2 separate regions of the Mus musculus genome follow, and region 1 is linked to region 2. A link is a contact called in public HiChIP or PLAC-seq data. All regions are on one chromosome and are shown on one strand. The core of a region is the stretch at or near the end of the contact, and the rest is flanking DNA. Distances in the headings are between cores, read along the strand shown.

Evidence for each region. HiChIP or PLAC-seq counts read pairs in DNA pulled down with a chosen protein or histone mark.
Region 1: a contact with region 2 is called in an H3K27ac HiChIP or PLAC-seq map of embryonic stem cells, with 5 times the contacts expected there. The contact joins the promoter of Anks1b here to the enhancer-like site in region 2. A contact is called at or near these places in 6 of 39 promoter capture datasets (the 3T3-L1 cell line, the HPC-7 cell line, embryonic stem cells and 2 more), 1 of 15 datasets of contacts at CTCF or cohesin (large pre-B cells), 1 of 484 Hi-C or Micro-C datasets (embryonic stem cells), 4 of 115 datasets of contacts at active chromatin or transcription factors (embryonic stem cells, large pre-B cells and stem cell-derived neural progenitor cells) and 1 of 9 other capture datasets (embryonic stem cells).

The regions. Positions count from the first base shown.
Region 1 is chr10:89,870,641-89,876,562 of GRCm38.p6, reverse strand. Anks1b (ankyrin repeat and sterile alpha motif domain containing 1B) reads right to left here and starts at 3,054. Exons shown (of 27, transcript NM_001359241.1): 1 at 2,758-3,054. The coding sequence starts at 2,891.
Region 2 is chr10:89,466,836-89,473,070 of GRCm38.p6, reverse strand. The region is part of intron 7 of Nr1h4 (nuclear receptor subfamily 1, group H, member 4); the gene reads left to right. Among named protein-coding and RNA genes, the nearest start is that of Gas2l3, 26 kb to the right of the region's middle. Within about 2 kb of position 2,175, at least 14 of the 459 cell types and tissues checked have an H3K27ac peak or open chromatin away from gene starts, as enhancers often do. A contact at or near this core is called in embryonic stem cells, where this site is marked.

The DNA of each region.
Region 1 (5,922 bases), core at 1,805-4,304, 400 kb before region 2:
CTCTAGCTGCATATGTATCAAAAGATGGCCTAGTCGGCCATCACTGGAAAGAGAGGCCCATTGGACACGCAAAATTTATATGCCCCAGTACAGGGGAACGCCAGGGCCAAAAAGGGGGAGTGGGTGGGTAGGGGAGTGGGGGTGGGTGGGTATGGGGGACTTTTGGTATAGCATTGGAAATGTAAATGAACTAAATACCTAATAAAAAATTTAAAAAAAAAAGAAATATTTTATTCAAAAGATCACCTGAACACCATTCCAGTAACTATTTTCTTCCAAGACATGTTATAGTGGTTAAGTCAGTGTGAGATAAGTAAATGCAAGCCTGAAAGGTACTGGTGATCTCTGTGATTTTTGCAGCAGTTGACTCAAACTGCCCTCGTGAATACATCGTTTTCCATGTAGGCTCCTGTAGAACTACCAGGGCCATTCAACACAGCCAGTAATAAAGAAACTCATTGCAGAAGAACACTGTGGCCCATGCTTTCATGGCTTAAATATTTACTAACATTAAATACTTGATGTCTTTTTTCTTCTTCTTCTTCTTTTGGTTTTTTGAGACAGGATTTCTCTGTATAGCCCCGACTGGCCTTGAACTCAGATCCGCCTGCCTCTGCCTCCCAAGTGCTGGGATTAAAGGCATGTGCCACCTTAACCCTAAAACTTGTCAACTACTTCTGTTTCAAAGATAAAACAACTGAGAAAGGCCTATCCAAAAAAAATATCATTTGTCTCAATTCGTGTCAGTGATATTAACTAAACCTCTCATTGCTAATGAATTCTCTATTTTCCAAAATGATTAATTTTTAATCTTTGAGGAACTTGTTTTAGCATACATCCATTATCATTTTTATAATCATTGATTCTGTTGCAAATACAACTAGTTCACTTCTAACTAAAAATTGTAACTAAACTTTTCTATAATCTACAGGTAAATACCAAAACTGATGTCTAAAATACATATATTATCTAGTTGTGTTTGAAAATGGAAGACAGCACGCGGAAGAGTTATGTTTTCTAAGACCCACTGGGGGCAGAGCTTCTATACATAACCACTGTTCTGCAATGAAATATTATTCCAATAGTGTCACTGTCACCAAGTATATGTAATAGTACATGGCTCTTTAAATCTTGCCCTTTTTCAGGTATGTTCATTTCACTGTAATATAACCTTTTTCTTCCCCCCTAGAGGCAGTATTATAATTAATTGCACCATCTGATCACAACCTATGAGAACCTGTGTCCATGCCACAATATTTTCATGCATAAGTTTGTATCAAACACATAAGGACATCAGCACAAAAGGTCAGAGCAGCCGTTCTCAACCCCAGGGCTTGCAATCTCTTTGAGGGTCAAAAGACCCTTTCATAGGGATCACCTAAGACTACCAGGAAACACAGATATTTACCTTGCAATTCATAACAGTAGCAAAATGACAGTTATAAAGTAGCAACAAAAATAATTTTGTGGTTGGGAGTCACCACAACATGAGGAACTGTATTAAAGGGTCACAGCCTTGCACTAGTTGAGTGGATAAAGATGCTTGCTTGCTCTCAAACCTGAGAACTTGAGTACCACTTCCTGAATCTGCATGATAGAGGGAGAAAACAGGCTCTCACAAGTTGCCCTCTGCTTTCTGAATGGGGTAGATGGCATGCACAGCGTGCACACACACGCACACACACACACACACCAAGTAAGTGTAATTATTTTTATTTTTTATAAAAAGTAATACAAAATATTTTTAAGCAAGAAAACCACTCCAGCTTTTAATTTTTTTTACAAGTATCATTAAGTTGCCATTAAGAGATGTTTTAAGATAGAGTTATGTATGATGATAGATGCCTCCAAAAATACACAAGACACACTGAACAATCACGACTTGAGAACTAAAGAGCTTTCCTTGAATTTCATTGAGTGCTCTTCAGGCTTCCTGCCTCCTAAGAGATTTCATTTGTTCAATTCAACTTTTAATAGTTTCTCAAACATGCAGACAAACCCTGCTCTCTCTAGCTCTCTCTAGTATGGTGAATAAAGACTTTGACTTTTTTTAATGTCACCTTAGAAAGAACCTTTGAGAACTAATATTCGTCTCACCTGCAACATGTTAACATTAAAAGGCCTCTGCTGTATTTATTCCACACACGCTTTCCCAAGCCGGATGTTTCCCTCAGCTGTGTCTGGGAAACTGAAAGTAAACTAAAGCTGCCCAACCTGCCTCATCAAGTTTTACACACTCCTGATTGACATCTCAGAAGGTTCCCTGGCTTTGTTTTTGTGGGATCGTTACCCACTGCTGATGCTTTCTGCCCAAGAAGGAAGCAGCAATCCAGGGAGTCGGTGGCTTTCGCAGGATAACTGCAAGCATCCAACAAGCTTCTCATTTAAATAGCCAAATAGTAGGGGGTGGGCTTTCACAGCTGCAAACACAAACAGTACCAGGCATGCCGATTTCCTTCTAGCAACACCAGTACATGTACAAGTTCTGCACCACGGTTTAGAGAAAAGTAGCTGATTGACGCATTGATGGAAAAGCTATTTTAAAATTACTCCAAGAGTCTAAAGCATCGGTCTAACTGGGAGGCTCTTGCCTCCTCTTCACACACACGGTCTGTTTTCCTGTCTAATTTAAGAATGAATCGCTGACACCTCCAGGTGCAATATACCCTGAGGAGAGAACGTACCCATCACAATGCTAACGAGGGGTGTGCATACCACCACCACCACCCCGAGCCCGCAGTGAGTGCCAGTTCTTACCTTAGCAGATTAGACAGGGGCAGAGGTCCGGATCCACCACCCAGGATCCCTCCTTTCCTGCCAGATAGGAGTTTCTCCACCAGAGCCACATTGCCAGTACGAGCAGCTTCCAGCAGCTCCTGGTCCTTCCCCATAGTCTCTCACCGAGTCCGCTACAGAGTCCTTTCCCTGCTCCAGGTCCACTCCCCAAAAGCCAGGGCCCTCCCCGCCCCACCCTATAAGGATGCCCGGGCTTATTCCCTGCAGCCCCGCGCAGGGAGCAGCACGCCGTCCTCCTTCTCTCCGCGCAGCTTCTACAATGGGGAGCAGCCTGTGTTTGGGCAGAGGGGCTGGCCAAGCGGCGACGCGCCCCCACAGCCACTCCCCTGCATTCCCGAGGCCTCCTTCCCGCGGGTGGGGTGCGAGCGGGTGGGGACCGGGCCCGGGCGCTGCCGAGGAACGGAAGGAGGATGCTGAGCTCAGAGAACGCCGAGCCCTGAGCAGGATGCTCCGGCGCTGACAGGAGGATGCTGAGCAGCGGGGAGGATGCTCCGGCACTGAGGAGCTCAAGGAGCGCTCTGAGGCTGATGAGGAGGGAGCGAGTCGAGCGCGTCCTCCCCAGAGCTAGAGGGTATCGAACCACGGCAGCGGAGGCCCGTGCGTACAAACGCCCAGCCTGGATCCACCTGGGTTCCGCGCCCGGCGGGCTCGGGGCTTACACGGGGACGACGGCCGCGGCCCGCGGCTGGGGTGGCTGCGGCCCGCGCCGAGGCTGGGCTGTGCGGACGAGCCGCGGCGGGTGCGTGCGGAGGGCGGCGGCGGCGGCGGCGGCTCGGAGGCTCGGCGCGCGGGGGGCGTGTGCGCGCGGCAGGTGCGGCCCGGGGCCGACCGTGGGGCGGGCGGGGGGTTGGGGGGGGGGTGCAGTTCTGTGCCAGTGGGCGGGGTCCTCCTTGCTCCCTCCTCCGTGCTCCCTCCGCTCTCCTCCCTCCTTCCCCGCTCTTTGCTCCCTCTCCCTCCTCTCTCTTCTCCCCCCACCCCCCACCCCGCTTCTGCTCCCTTCTCCCGTCTCTGAAGAGGTTTAACTGTGTGAGTACTGGAGATCACCCCGCTAGCTGCTGAGGCGCCTTCTCTGCCTGAAGCCCAGAGTCAGTAACCAGACTTGGGGAAAATCTTCCACTAGGAGGTGATGGAGAACGAGGTGCTGAGAAGAGGCGCTTTTGCTGCAGTTTCTGTCCCAGTCCGGGGGACTTGAAGGATATTTCATCCTCTTGCTTTACCTCTCTGGTGAGAGTCTGAGATGTCCGTCCTTGGAAGAAGCTGAAGAGGTTTGGTTTATCCTAGTTTCTGAACCACTGAATGCCTTGTGACTTTTGCAGGTTTTTTAGGGTCTTTAATCAGCCTGAATTTTACTCGGGCTTTGGAGAGCTGCTGACTTGTGCAAATACCAGAAAAAGGGTTCTCATTGGAAATTCTTCCACATCCACCCTAGGAAAAATATAAATGGGCATGGATGAGAGAGCTGCTTTGATTTGCATATATCATCAGCAGTTCATTGTGTATGACTGCCTTGATTTTGTTGGATGTTTTCCTTGCTCGTGGCAGAGAACGCATGCTTATTTTCTTTTGAAACTTCCTGTGACAGCTTGTGGTCAGTTGATAGGAAAAGATGTGATTGTCATTTTGCTTACAACAACCCAACGAACTGGATATTATTACTGTATATTACTTTAGAACTAAAGGAGAGGTCCAGAAAGGGACAAGATGCCACACAGTCGTTGGCTGACAAACTGGACCTGGGAGCTAGTAAGATGCCTCAGCAGGTAAATGTGCTAAGCCAGAAGACCTGAGTTCAGTCTCCCCAGCCCTCATAGTAAAAAGGAGAAAAATAGGGGCTGGTGAGATGGCTCAGTGGGCAAGAGCACCCGACTGCTCTTCCGAAGGTACAGAGTTCAAATCCCAGCAACCACATGGAGGTTCACAACCATCTGACTCCCTCTGGAGTGTCTGAAGACAGCTACAGTGTACTTACATATAAATAAATAAAAATCTTTTTTAAAAAAAAAGGAGAAAAATAGCTCCCACAAGTTGTCCTCTGGTCTCCATACACACACACACACACACACACACACACACACACACACACACCTGTGTGCTTCCATTAAATAAATAGATAGATAGATAGATAGATAGTCTGAGAGATAGTATTTCCTGAGAAGAGTATTTCCTGCTCTTGCAGAGAATCAGTTCTGTTCCTAGCACCCATATCGAGTGGCTGACAACTTTGTGTAACTCCACCTGTAGAGAACCCAGATCGTCTGGCCTCCACAGGCCTGACAATTATGTGTGCATACCCACATACACACACAGAATTAGAAATATATCTTTAAAATAAATGGAAAAAGTTAACAGCTGGATCCTAGAACTGACTTAATTCAGATCCCAACCTGAGACCCCATTGAATAGCAAATTACACAGAAATTAATTCTTACAAACATTTGATGAGCAGTTACCACATGCCAGAAGCCATATGTACTAAATGCTTTCTACACTTTTTGTTTCAGTACTCAACAAAATTTCTGTAGACTATGAGACTATCATGTGTGCATTTCACTTTTCTGTGGAGTCAGAGGTACCTCTTTTATCCTTAGTGCGCATACGAGGAAACTGATGAGCTCAAAGTCACATCATTGGAAACTATGATAAGACAGATCCAGGACTCCCTGCCACTTAGGCCAAAACTTTAGGTAAACAACAGGGAAACTCAAAAGACATTCAGATAGATAGATAGATAGATAGATAGATAGATAGATAGATGGATGGATGGATGGATAGATAGATAGATAGATAGATAGATAGATAGATAGATAGATAGATAGATAGAGTAAATTAGAGTGTTTTTCTGTAGCTCAGTTTTCTAAAATTTTATTTCAGTGGCTCAGAGCATCAGGTAAATTTGTAGCTTCTCCTTGCAGGATCCCCAGAGGGTATAGAGTTTGACTGTCTGACATTTTGTTTTTCCTTTTCATTTTAAAATCTATTTTAATGAGAAGATGATATATGCCCCCTGACATAACAGGCCTAGCTAAACCGTTCGTGAAACAAGAAATGAGTAGTCATGAATTCATTATGCACAAGAAAATCCCTTTCTTCCTTACTACTGTTTGTCTCCTGAACAAAACAAACTTT
Region 2 (6,235 bases), core at 926-3,425:
ACGTTAAAGATGAGGAAGCCAAGAGAGAAAGCTCAGGTCTCCAGAGACAAACAGAAATTCTGATCTCAGAAGCCATATGTCTTCTTCACTTTATTTACTTTGCAATGACTGGAACTAAATGGAGCATCTCATGGATTGAGCATTTGGCCTTCTACTGAGCTAAAGCCCCTATCCCCAGCTAGAAGCCATACATTTAAATCAATATAATACACTACCCCTTAAGAGACAACGTGAAATCATACCACACATAATTCAGCTTAACTTGTTATGGAGTGATACTCTGGCAGAAAATGCCAAGAGACGCTGGGATGGACTTCCATAAATTCTGTGCAAGTTTTTCTTGTGGGAATCCTTAAAATAAGGTGTTTTTATTTCACTATGAGCTTATGGGTGGGTTGGGGAATGGAGTTGGAGAGATAACCTCCTCTAAAGATCTTATTCTGTGACTAATTGGAACAAGGTTAGACTTCTAAAACCAGCATTCTAGAACAGCAATCAGAAGGAGGTATGTATTTGTATTATGCACACACACACACACACACACACACACACACACACACACACACACATACAAGCATACACATTAGAGATTATCTTTTTAAACTACCTTATAGTCATAATGTTTTCTTAGTTAAAAATTGACAGCTATCTTCAAGACCCCTGTATACATTTCCCCAAACCCTAAAGTATAGTTGCCATCATTAGCAGAGTTTAACAGTGCATACTTGTAGAAGGTACACTGTTCTTATGCAGCCACCGGTTCATTCGTTTAATGAGGATTTAGAGGGGAAGTGCCATGGTGAAGAGATTAATCAAACTGCCTCCTTTGTAAAAATCAAAGGTCTTGTAAAGAAAGAGAAAGCTGTACAACTAAGACGAAGCCCAGTAAAAAGCCCAAGAGCAGAGCTAGCTGAGAGGTGACCTCTAGTTGGGAAGCACCTTGCCTGGAGAGGTTGTGTTAGCATTTGAACCAGGCCCTGAATGGTACTGCATCTGGAGGCATGGGGTGCAGTTGTAGGACCGAAGGGCCAGTGTGGCCAGACATCTTGGGCAAGTGAAGCTGTGGTTAATAGATTTAGGCTTACAAGAAGGGGAATGGAGACGAGATGGTTAAGAGCCTTGAATTTTGTTATTTTCTACGTAATATTGAGATGCTAAAGGTTTTTGAACAGAAGAGGGAAATATGAAAATACATCTTTGCAAGTCTCCTTAGGATAAAACAGAGTGGAAAACTCCTACAGGGAGATAAGGGAATTTCAAAGGTGTGATCCCTGTCTCTGGGGGAAGTGGGGGATGGTTGAAGGATCTAAGGCTGTTGTCTCAGACTTTCACTCTCTGAAAGGCATTGTGTTGTCAAGAAGTATGGATTATAGTCTACATTTTTAAATTATTAATTCTGGCCCAGAACAGGTAGGCAACAAGGCAATAAAAATCTACCAGATAAATGTCAGGTGGTAGATTTTATTTTTCACATGGATTGGATTGGGACCTTATATTAAGCTCTCTCTCTCTCTCTCTCTCTCTCTCTCTCTCTCTCTCTCTCTCTCTGTGTGTGTGTGTTGGGGGGCATGTGTGTGTGTGTGTGTGTGTGTGTGTGTGTGTGTGTGTGTGTAAGCGATCCTAGCACATGCTACTTGGTGTAGAAGCTTAATTGCTTAAGAAACATCTGGAGAATGACTGAGAGAAAGAATGGACAAATAGGTGGAGGTTTGCTTTCAGCTGCTTATCTGCCACTTGCTTCCCTGGGCTGCCGAGAATCCGCCTTGGCTTGGGAGAGGGTCCTGAGAAAGGGGTGAATGGGAGCAGCAGAAGATGTGACTCGAAATCAGTGATGCGTGCAAGCTGCTAGCTTTGTCTTCTGCTTGAGATAGCTTTCTAGATAGCTCCTGGATTGCCCAACTGAAGTCAGAAAACCTGTTAGCTCTCTGAATAGCTCTGCTCATGCAGACCAAAGCCCAGTCTTTTATTTGCATAACAATTCAATCATTTACTCCAAGTTCCCTTTTGATTATCCCATGAATCAGCATTTTGTGACCTTAGTCCCTGGATTCTTAGAAAAAGACAGCAAGCACATTTTTTTTTTTTAAACTTAGCAAGTCCTGCGGTTCACTGGGCATAGGCTTGTGGTTGCCAAATCCAGACATAGACGTTATTATGTGAGAAACTTTCTGTTTTCCAACTTCTTCATTGCCTAAGTTAGGCTGTCCTTGAACTTGCTCTGTAGACAAACCTTGAGCTCAGAGGTCTGTCTGCCTTTGTAAACACAACCAGTAAGCTTAGCTGGATGGGATCCTGCCCTGAGATCACAACTTCCACCACTTCAGGACCTAAACTCCATCTGTCCCAGGCTGGCCTTGCACTCAGAAATCTACCTGCCTTTGTAAACACAAACAGTAAGCTTGGTTGAGTGGGATTCCTGACCTAGGACGACCACTCCCTCACTTCCTGGTGCTCCTATATTATTTAAACCATAAGCCTTGGTTTTGTTTGTTTGTTTGTTTGTTTGTTTGTTTTTCTATTCCTTTCCCTTTATTGACTCACTAGTGCAGATGCCTCTGTTTATTTTTTTATTGTTTGTTTGTTTGATTGGTTTGATTTGGTTTTGGTCTATGAAGGCCCTCACACAATTCATATTGCATCCTTATATTTTTCATAGTTGAGAAATTCTTGAACTCGTGTTTTCAGAGTTCTTTCCCACAGCCTTAAGGGCTATCCTGAAGGTCACAGTATTTGCTGAGGAACATCAGATGCATTCTTGCTTCCCAGACTCGGGCTGTTTCTGATTATTATGCAGTATTAACCTTGGAAGGGAAAACATTCTCCCAAGAAGGAACAAATGAAGCAAAATATGTACATTATTATGCAAACAAGCCCTACGTGCACAGCACTTATGGAGGGCCACATCCTATTTGCCCTGCTCTAGGGACAGCAACTGTGTCACAGTGTCCCTTCCACTGCCATGCCAGACTGGCACCGAAGGATCTTCCCAGGTATCAGAATTCTTAGTTTCTCCCTCCCTGAAAACTAAGTGCTGGGAAGTCTTCTTTTCCCAGTCCTTCTGGAAGCTGTTAGTCCCAAGGATCAGGCATCTGTTTGGGATCTGTGTGTAAGCTGAGTGCACAGACAGTGCTGACATGGGGACTCTGCTGTGGCACTCTCTCCTTTCAAGATGAGCTGTCTAAAGTTCATTCAGGTGACACATAGCATAGTTGCTATAGAAATTAAAATATTTTGATGAGTAGAGATCTGAAGGGGAATTAATTACTCAGATATTCTAATCTCTGTCTCTTTCTATATATCTCTATCTCTTTCCCCCCACTACTGGATTTCTAAGAGGAACATCCTCCATGTTATAAAAGTAATTTTTGCATGATCTATTACAGGGCTTTACTCTAGTTGTATAAGCTTTGGGAGTTGGTAAAAGCAAATGACAGGATTAAATTAAATATGCAAAGGATTAATCTATGAGAATCTCTGAAAAATAGAAGGGGAGGAAGCAGGTCCAGTGAGAGAGAGCCTTCCCCCTACTTCATTGATCTGATGCCTGTGGGAAGGAAAAGAAGGCTTGACTAGGGAGAGACTCAGAGCACAGGGCTGAGGAGGTCTAAGCTAGGGTAAAGAGAAGAATGAGGTTAGAGATGCCCACTGAACAGGCCCACAGAGGCATTGCTGTCTGTGATCAGCCTGCAGCTGGATTGCAGCTGACAATCCTTGTTAACAGTCACAAGGGAGCAGCTGTCAGGCTGCCATGGACTCTTGTAAAGGGAGATCTGAGTGGGGCATCTTCATGTTCTACAACTTGATATATATATTGTTGTTTTATATAGATCTACACACATAAGTTGTTTATATATATATATATATATGTACATATATATATATATATATATATAATTTGTTTGTAATACTTGGAGATGGATTTTTATTAAACCTGTACCAAACACATACCTATTAATACCAATACATATTCTCTAAAAGCTGAAGTGCCTAGGTTTTTGACGAGCCGTGATGGAAGACAACCATCTTACCTTCCTGCTCACTTGCTTTATCAACTCCGATTCCAGCGTCTCTTCACCCACCAAGCTGTCACCCCCCAGTCTTCCATACACTGGCTTGAGCTCCTTCTGTCCTCTATGTGTATATATATATGTCTGTGTGCGAGTGGGGACATGCATCATGGCGGGCCTGTGTTGTTGAAAGGACAGTCTTGAGTGTTGGTCCTCACCTTTGAGCTTGTTTGAGGCAATCTCTTTTATGCAATGCTGCACCAGGCTGGCCACTCTGCAAGCTTCCAGCAACTCTTCTGCCTCTGACTCCTATCCCTCAGTAAGTGTGTGGGAAGATTAAAGTAGCTTGTGCTACTGTGTGTGGTGGGCTTAGGGAATCCAAACTGAAGTGGTTAGACTTGCATGGCATGCACTCTACGTACTGAGTCATCTACTATCCTAACACTACTGTGCTATGTTTTTGCCCAGCTTCGTTTCCCTCAGTACTTAGTTTCAGGTGTCTGCTCCATCAATATGGTCCTTTCTAGGATCATTTGCCAGACACACTCAACTCTTGCTTCTTCCAGGCAAGCTGTTTTGAGACAGGTTCTCATACAGCTCAGGCTTGCCTTGAATTCACTGTAGGGAAGAAGATGGCTTTGAACTTGTCATCCTCCCGCCTCTGCTTCTGAGTGCTTCTTTTCAACCTGTGAGTCATCTTGCTCGCTGACTGCTTTGCTGGGAGCTAAATCCAGGACCTTTGGGTATGCTAAGCTATATCAAGCTACAGGTGTTTGCTTTTTGCCTTGCCAGGGAAAATTGCTTAGCTGACTGAGTTCAATTCACCACTTGCTTTAACTGGAGGACTAAGACAGCATGGTTGGCTCACACATTCCAAGTGCAGCAGGGGACTCTCAGTTTGCCACTCTTTCCCAGCTACTCATCGTCTTATGCGAAATCATCACCCTGTGTTTCCTCCTTCCTCAAAATTCCAGCATGCCTCCTTCTTCTTAACTAATGACTTTGTTGGGAAAGGTGGCTTTTATAAGCACACGATGTACTCGGGGTAAAGTGCTGACTATGTTATAGCACCATGGTCTCCAACCTCGGCTGATCTACTTCATCCCTTGGATGTTGGCAGCATCTAGAGATATTTCTGATTGTCACATTGCAGGGAGGGGACACTCCTTGCATCTGGTGGGCAGAAGCTATATCATTAGCAAACAATTTACATAGTTGCAGATTTCAGTCATGCCTAGATTTAGGAACTCTGCTGTAGGGGGATGCTGAGCACTGAGGCCAATTAACAGCGTTGTCTGTGTGAACCTCCTGCAGCAAATGTTGTAGAAATGTAGAGTGATGTGGCATCTTGTGGAGGTCTTTCTGTGCAGTTATTCAGTTGTCTCTAGACAGATACATGTTGAATACTGGGGTTGTCCTGCACCTGAAACTGTTCAGTTGTCAAGGGTATGGACTCACACTGCCTGGCCTTTGTCCTTCGGGAACCGCAGACTGGTATAGAAGGTGGAAGAGCATTAGAAAGGAACACTGTGCAAACTGGAGCATGGAGGAGTGCTCACATTCCTGTGCAAGCGTATTTGATAGGCACTGGACAGGTGAATCCTGAAGGATGGATAGGAATGTTTCTAGCAGGAAAGTCTAAGGCTGCCATATGTAGGTACCAAAAATGCAAAAGATATGGTTTTAACAATATGGCATCCATGTCCCATACCCACAAGTACCCTGGTGATTAGAAAGTATTATTTATGAAGCTGTACTAGATTACTAAGGACACTGAATGTAAGAAATATCCTTAATTCCAGTAAGTACTGTGGGGAACCTTAATGATCTTCTGAACAGATAGGTCACAGAAAGATCCTTCTGTCTGTAATGAAATGCAGAGCTGAAGGGACTGAGGAAAGGGCAAGGAGACTTATCCAGACACAGTGGAATATCAAAATGAGATGATCTTTCAGGCTAAATATATGTCTGAGTCAAACAACAATAACAAAACAAAACAAACAAAAAAAACCTTTACTCATAATGTAAGTCTCAGAACTTTCAAGTTTCATGAAAGTTCGGTGACAAAGTTTTCCAGAATACAATCTACATCAATAAATATGCGTGTCTCTCGTTTATAATAAGAAACTGTCTGCAAGTACCAATCCCATATTGTGACAATGGAAACCACCTGAATGCGCATGAGTCTTCCTATTTTATTATCCATAATGGTGTCTCTTCCACTTATT